Regions from separate parts of the Rattus norvegicus genome. Here region 2 is linked to region 1. A link is a contact called in public Hi-C data. All regions are on one chromosome and are shown on one strand. The core of a region is the stretch at or near the end of the contact, and the rest is flanking DNA. Distances in the headings are between cores, read along the strand shown. Region 1 holds the start of Pde7a (phosphodiesterase 7A). Region 2 holds the start of RGD1562890 (a long non-coding RNA gene).

What was found. A called contact is a pair of places that touch in the nucleus more often than the background predicts.
Region 2: a Hi-C map of the A7r5 cell line shows a contact between it and region 1, with 2.3 times the contacts expected there. The contact joins the promoter of RGD1562890 here to the promoter of Pde7a in region 1. A contact is called at or near these places in 2 of 12 Hi-C or Micro-C datasets (the A7r5 cell line and mammary epithelial cells) and 1 of 1 datasets of contacts at active chromatin or transcription factors (oligodendrocytes).

The regions. Positions count from the first base shown.
Region 1 is chr2:103,721,026-103,724,463 of GRCr8, forward strand. It overlaps Pde7a (phosphodiesterase 7A), which reads right to left and starts at 1,802. Exons shown (of 13, transcript NM_031080.1): 1 at 1,537-1,802. The coding sequence starts at 1,674.
Region 2 is chr2:104,001,955-104,005,392 of GRCr8, forward strand. RGD1562890 (a long non-coding RNA gene) reads right to left here and starts at 1,695. Exons shown (of 2, transcript NR_037704.1): 1 at 1,272-1,695. Trnar-acg1 (transfer RNA arginine (anticodon ACG) 1) reads right to left here and starts at 1,539; the gene lies at 1,467-1,539. Trnay-gua8 (transfer RNA tyrosine (anticodon GUA) 8) reads left to right here and starts at 1,878; the gene lies at 1,878-1,971. Trnay-gua2 (transfer RNA tyrosine (anticodon GUA) 2) reads left to right here and starts at 2,294; the gene lies at 2,294-2,383.

The sequences.
Region 1 (3,438 bases), core at 552-3,051:
TAACTTTATATAAAGTGTGCTTTTACTATTTATATGTAAGTGAAAGTGGATATCTGTCATGTCTGCTGATCTGAGGAAGAAAACAGTATTTAGAAATGAAGAAGTTATTTCTATTAAAGACCTTTAATTACTATTATTAAAAACCTTCTCACGAGTGCTTTAATATCTTTTGATATTATTCTGGAACTTTAAAATGTGTTAAGCAATAATAAAAATACAGCTCACAAACTACACTTCAAAGTAACAAAAGTATTATTTGAAAAGCCACTTAGTATTTTTACACTGAATTCATTAGCATACTCCCTTGTATCAGACAAGAATCTGACCTTAAATAAGAATTCTTCGAAAAGAAACTAACATGGAACTCCTGCTCTATCTCACAGGCCAAAAAAAAAAAAAAAAAAAAAAAAAAGGCAAATGACAAATAGAATTCATAGAATTCAGTGGAGATAAGCAAAATCTCTAAAAGATGCTGTCCATACTATCAGTTTTTAAAAATACCTTGCTTATAGTACTTACAGTGCAATTGAGGGGAGAAATGGTGTGCTATACAGGGTAAAGAAACACTAAGCAACAGAAAAAGACGAAGAATACTTTATTTAACGAAGTGAAAATGGGACCCAGGATGATGACAGCTCAAGCCTGGTACGTGGAAGTCTGAAGCAAGAAGATCATGAGTTAAAGGCAGGACTGAACAATTTAGAAAGGCTCTGTCACAAACAAGCAAGCAAGCGAACGAACGAATGAATGAATGAATGAATGAATGGCTGAGGCTCAACTGAGTGGAGTGGTACCCATCCCCAAAAGTAACCTCATAAACACAGAACTTCTGGCAGCAGGCAATGAGGGGACCAGATTCATACGTAAACAAAATAAAACTCTTCTTTCTCTTTAGTCTAAATCTGGCAACCAAATTTTACCCAACGACAGAGTTGAGCCAAGGACTTCATAGAAAAAAAATTAAAATGCTTAGGAGCAACTGGTGTTGGGTCATCGGAAATAAAGTCCTTTGTGAATGCCCATCAGTGGTTTCTGTACTAAAAACGCCTTTATCAAGCGACAAAACTGATTGGAAACCATCAACTTTGCACACTAGTTCCTGACACCTAGGCCCATTCTCTAAAAAGGAGCAGTTCCGCAGTTCGGATGAGGACCACAATGGGACATCCAGGCCCATTGTTCTGAGAACCTCAGCACCAGCACAGCACTGCAAGGCTCGCGAAGCAGCACAGGTGGGGGGCGGGGGAAAGTGGGGGCGAACAGGTGTGTTTCAGGTCACAACTAAGGGACAAGAGGCCCAACTTGTGGGAGACGGCGGAGAAAGGAGGGGAGGACAAAGTCATTGCTTGAGGCTAGCAGCGGGCGTGACGGGTTAGCAGCGGCGAGGGTCGCAGAGGCCAGGGGCAGTGAGCACAGCGGAGGGCAAAAGGCTTTCGGAAGGGGGAGACCAGCCTACAGAGGCAGGAACAATGGCCCGAGTCCCCCCAAAAGACAAAAGCACTGAGCTGTGGGTGCGGGCCCCGGGGCGGCGGTTACCTGCGAGAGCTGCCGGGGATGCGGGCAGCCGAAGAGCGCCGAGCTGGAGCTGAAGCTGATGGCTCCTCGGCGGCTGAGGACGTGCTGGGGGACCGGCCTGTCCAGGGGCAGCACCGGCAGCTGGTAGCATACTTCCATTGAACACGTCCGCCTTGGAACCGCGCGGCGCCCGCCAGTCCGCGGTCGCCCGCCCCTGCGCTACGAGGGGGCCGCGCCGCGGGGACCCGGGGCCGAGGCGCGCGCGGGGCGGGCGGCGCTGGCGGCCGCCGACACCTCCCAGCCCTCCGCGCGGCTGGCGGCGGGAAGGACTGCAGCGGACGCGGGGAGCCCGGCAGGCAGCGTTAAAGGGGATCCCGCCGCCCCGGTGCTCCGCGGCGCGAGAGCTGGCCCGGGCCGGGAGCACGGGCGCGGAGCAGAGAGCAGCTTGGCCGCTGGAGCCCAGCCCCTCCCCTCCCCCGAGCCTCACTCCACTCCGCCGCCGGCGCGAGCCCGGCGTAATTCACACTTTGCAGCCCTAGACCCTGCGCCAACCACGGCCGCCGCCACCGTGACGTCACGACGCCGCGCCGCATGCCCCGCGCCCCGCGCCGCCGCAGCGCCTGGGAGCCCGCTGGTTGTCCGGACCGGGCTGCCTGCGTCCGCTCCACTCGGCGCCGCGCCCCGCGCCCCGCGCCCGACCGTCGCTTCCCGCCTCCCCGCAGCTCCCTCCCCGCAACCCGCGGCGCGTGCGCACGAGAGTTACGCGGGGCATCCTCGGGCGCCCAGACCCGGAGTTTGTTCGGCCTACCCGACCGGCGCTCTTGCGTCCGACAGACCCAGAATACCGGGAGCACAGGGCGCCCTCCCCGCGCTTCCATCCAGCGGGGCACCGGGCGCGTCCACTCTGAATTCCCGTACTAGGGCGTCGCGGGAGACCACTGCGGCAGTGACGTCAGCTGATCTCGGGGGCTCGATCCTCCCGCTACCTCACAGTTTATGCCCTACCAAGGCAAGGCTCCAGTGGCTTCCCTTGGCAGGTGAGGCCCCAGGCCTTCCAGGCCTGCAGGGCAGAAAAAGGGACCAAAGACTTCTGTGTGAAGTGAAATTCTCCTACCAAGAAAATGAGAAATGATGATATTGAGAAGACAAAGGTGGCAAAGAGACCAAAAGTTCCCCTGGCCAACCATCGCCCTTCTTTGTTAGTGTTTGCTGGTTAATATGTAGGAAAAGCTTTCAACCTGTTTTGGTAAGATGAGGATATAATTTACTTGTTTTAAGTTTCTGCCCCAAAACTACCAAAGCTTTTCCGCAGGAGCCCACTGTTTCTAACGCTTTGAGCATCAGATACTTCAACATGAACAAGCTCTCCCCCTGGCAAAATGGATTTAGATAATTTCTCAGGGCATCTAGTCTCCCAGGTATTTAAGATGATCATTGGCAAGGTGGCAGGCCTTAAGAAGTACAGTGCTGAGCCTGGGCTTAATGGTGCTATAAACTTGAGTACCGAGTATGCATGATCAGATAGAGGGATAGAGGTGTGTACTCTTATTATTTAAACATCATGCCCCTGTGTATTTCTACATGCCAGATCTTAGGCATGCTTTATGATCCGTTCTATGTTGTGGAATTTGTCTTCGCTAGATGATGAAGCACTAATGAGATTCTCACTGCCTTTGAAATCTTAATTACTCCCTTAACGTGTAGTCGATGTGTTAAGCATCTCACTTGGGATTACACTGAGCACTGTGGGCCATTTACTCTTCAAAAAAGTCGTTATCAAACAGTTGACTAAATTGCAGGTAGATTCATAGAAACAAACTTGCCCTACACCTTATACAGATAAGTCTCAAGAACTAACCTCAAGTGATATGTACTCTTCATCTGCTGGACATGGTGGTACAAACCTGTAATCATTGCCCTTGG
Region 2 (3,438 bases), core at 445-2,944, 280 kb after region 1:
AAGAACATGTTGTACCTGATCAAGAGCTCCTACAGTGCCCCACTGTGAGAGTGGAGTAGGGTTGGGGACTCTTCCTTTCCTTTCCATCTCTGTTGCACTCTGCTCTGCCCACCCTCAGCCCCATCTCCATTCCATAGGCTCTCCTAGGCAAACGTTCTGTCTTTGTGAGGTGCATGCTGATGCAGCCCTCCCTTTGCCCTCCTCATTCTGTGATTGAGTCTCTACAATCTCACTTGCTTTTGAACTCCCAAGTATTATATAAAGCCTCTGGGCTGACTGATAGCTTCGGATGTGGTAAAGATTCTTTGTCTTTCTCTTCTTCCTGCTCCTCTTTCCACTCCGCCCTTCTTGTTATATCTATCTTAATTATCTTTTTCAAAGAGGTATGAGGGAAAGCACATTTACATATGCATCCGCACAACCACACATATTCTCCCAACATATTATGAAAAAAGAAATATAACCAGCCAGAAAAGGGGGGAATTTTGCAATCTGGCCTGAGAAGGGAAAGGATTCTCACAGTGATAGACTGGGCTATCCATAAAGCTCAGGGATTTTTATGGGAGCACTATGGCCTTAGAGAAAAAGGAGATGAAGGCACTGAGGGAGGAGCCTTCCTGGCAGTATATCCTTCATTTCCTAGGGCTTACCTGAATGTGTCTGTAGCTCACATTAAATTTTGTTGTAAGAGACAGAAATAAAACAAAAACCAAACAACCCCCCTAACTTCCTGGTCCCCTATGCTTCCTGTTAAGTTGCTTAAGGGTGACTGTTTCTATCACAGTGCAAAGGTGTTGTGACAATGACCTGAAGATAATCACCTTGTTTCCCTCCCTTGCAAAATAAGAAAATGAAGGAAGAACAAGATAATGGCTCTTTGCTCTTCAGTGATTTGGAAGTGGAGGAAAGCAACACTCCCCCAACCTCCATAAAAGTAGTTTTGTTGTTTTAAAAGTCTGAGAAACACTAAATCAACTTTAAAGTTACTAATCCCTTGCATGTAAAACCTGACGTTTTAGGAGGGAACAAAAAGAAAACCTCCCATCATTTTCAAATAAGTGTATGTCCAACCCGTCTTAGGCCAGACTTTAGAGCGCTGCTATTTCAGTCAGCATGGTAACTTCAACATAGCTCATTTTGCTCAAACACCCGGCTTGGTGAAAAGACGCAAGTCGATGAGTGGATTATAAAAACTCTATCTTTAACTACTTAAGTAGGCACAGTATCAGAAAGTGGAGATAAGTACTTAACATTTTACTGTCTTGACTTACCAAGAAGTGGCCCACTTAGGTAAAGTAAATGCGGAAACTTTTGAACTGTACACAAAGTCTTGATGAGTTGGCCGGCTTGAAGGGGGGTATGGGGGTGGGAGAATGTGTGATGGGGGAGGTTCAGTTTCCAGGAAGTTCACAACAGTAACATCAGGGGCCAATTGCTGACCTAGCTTAAAGTCAGCTCCAAAAGCTCGAGCCAGGCAGGAGTCGAACCTACAATCTTCTGATCCGTAGTCAGACGCGTTATCCATTGCGCCACTGGCCCATTCATGAGGACTCTTCTCGGGACTTTCAGGATGACAGCATGAGTTAGTTCTCTATACTCACCGGGACGACAACAAATAGTGATAAAAGAAAAGGGACTACAGGCAGGCCAGGCGACGAAGGAGAACCAGAGCCTAGGCCTCCCGGGGACACTGCTTGGGACCTTTCTAGGCCGCTCGGGATTGCCGGGGGCAGAACGGTGGTCGTGCACATGCGTAAAACGACCCGCGTCCCTGACGTCGCAAGGTCTGAGAAATGCGCATGCGCAACTCCGTCTGCCTGAGGAACTCCCTGATTCAGTTGTGTTTAGTGTCAAGGGGCAAAAAAGTAACTCATGTCCCTTCGATAGCTCAGTTGGTAGAGCGGAGGACTGTAGCTAACTTCCTTGTGAGAAGACATCCTTAGGTCGCTGGTTCGACTCCGGCTCGAAGGAGACAGTAATGTTTTATCCAGGTTTACTGGCCTTCCCCAGAGCCCCTCTCTCAGGCATTGAGCTCCCCAAGTTACGTCTCTGCAGTTCTAGGACTTTACAACTCGGGCCTGTATTCTTCCGTATCCAACCTTTTGCGATCCCCCTAGTGCGAGCGCGCTCAGACAAGTCCCAGACTGCGGCTGCACCACCGCCCGGTCGGTTCCTCACGTACTCCTAGTTTCGCGCACCAGGGCGACCCTTTTCGCGGCCGGATCATTGGGAAACGCCGCGCAAAGGAGTGACGTAGTGTTATGGAGCTCATCTGCCAAACAGCTTGTCGCTCCCTTCGATAGCTCAGCTGGTAGAGCGGAGGACTGTAGGCGTGTGTCTGTCGGACATCCTTAGGTCGCTGGTTCGATTCCGGCTCGAAGGAAAGAGCTTGCCTTTTATTTTAGCCTTTTAATCTCATCTATGAAACATATTCAAATTTCTTTGCCGAGCAGTGCTCTTGTCCTCCTCTAGGGGAGCACAAGATGAGGCGGCACTCGTGGAGGGGGATTAGCTCAAATGGTAGAGCGCTCGCTTAGCATGCGAGAGGTAGCGGGATCGATGCCCGCATCCTCCAATTTTCTTCCTTTTTGCATTTCGGTAAATTTTGCATTTTACTTTTGTAATCCACTTCAGTTCGAGCCGAAAGACAGTAAGTAAAACCCAGTGTGCTGAATTTCAACTTTGTATTTTGTGTGGTGTCCTAAACTCCCAGGCATGCTACGGATATGTAGAAACACAAGAAGGGGCAAAAACCGGAAACCGACCCAGCTCTAAACCCTTGGCTAAGCTGAGGGTCCGGGGCTGTGTGGCGTCACCTGGGGAGCCGAGGCCTAAGGGCGCAGGAACGATTTCCTTCAGAAGACTTTGGGAGTCTAGTTCCCTCCTGGAACAAACTGTGGGGCACTGCGTAGACTAGGGACCAGCACGGAGGGCAAACTGAAAATTAAAAACAAACGAACGAACGAAGCAAACCAAACCAAACCAAACCGAACCGAACCAAACCGAACCGAACCGGTTCCCCCCACCCCAAAAGTTCGATTTAGGTTCACTCCCCTTGTTAAAACACACACACGCATGTGCACACATATACACTTCAGTCCAGGGCAGAATTATTAGCCTTTTGAGGATTATAATAAGTTACAATTCTTGTACATTTTAGAGTTTTGGGCAACTCGTGTGCTTTTGTATCCAGTGTATACAATCTGCTGCATTTCTTGCTGTCTTCCACTTTCTATCTTTCCATTTTTAATCCCATTTTGTTATTTTCAATAAAGTTTTTAGCTGAATCTTTACGCCATTTAAATTTATCCCCCTTCATATAAATGATGTATTTTTCTTATTTTAGTGTCTTGAAACATGGCTTCAGTGGTTGGGTTTGAGCTGCCTGTGCCTCCCAAGGGCTGTGTGGGATGTGTGTGTGTGTGTGTGTGTGTGTGT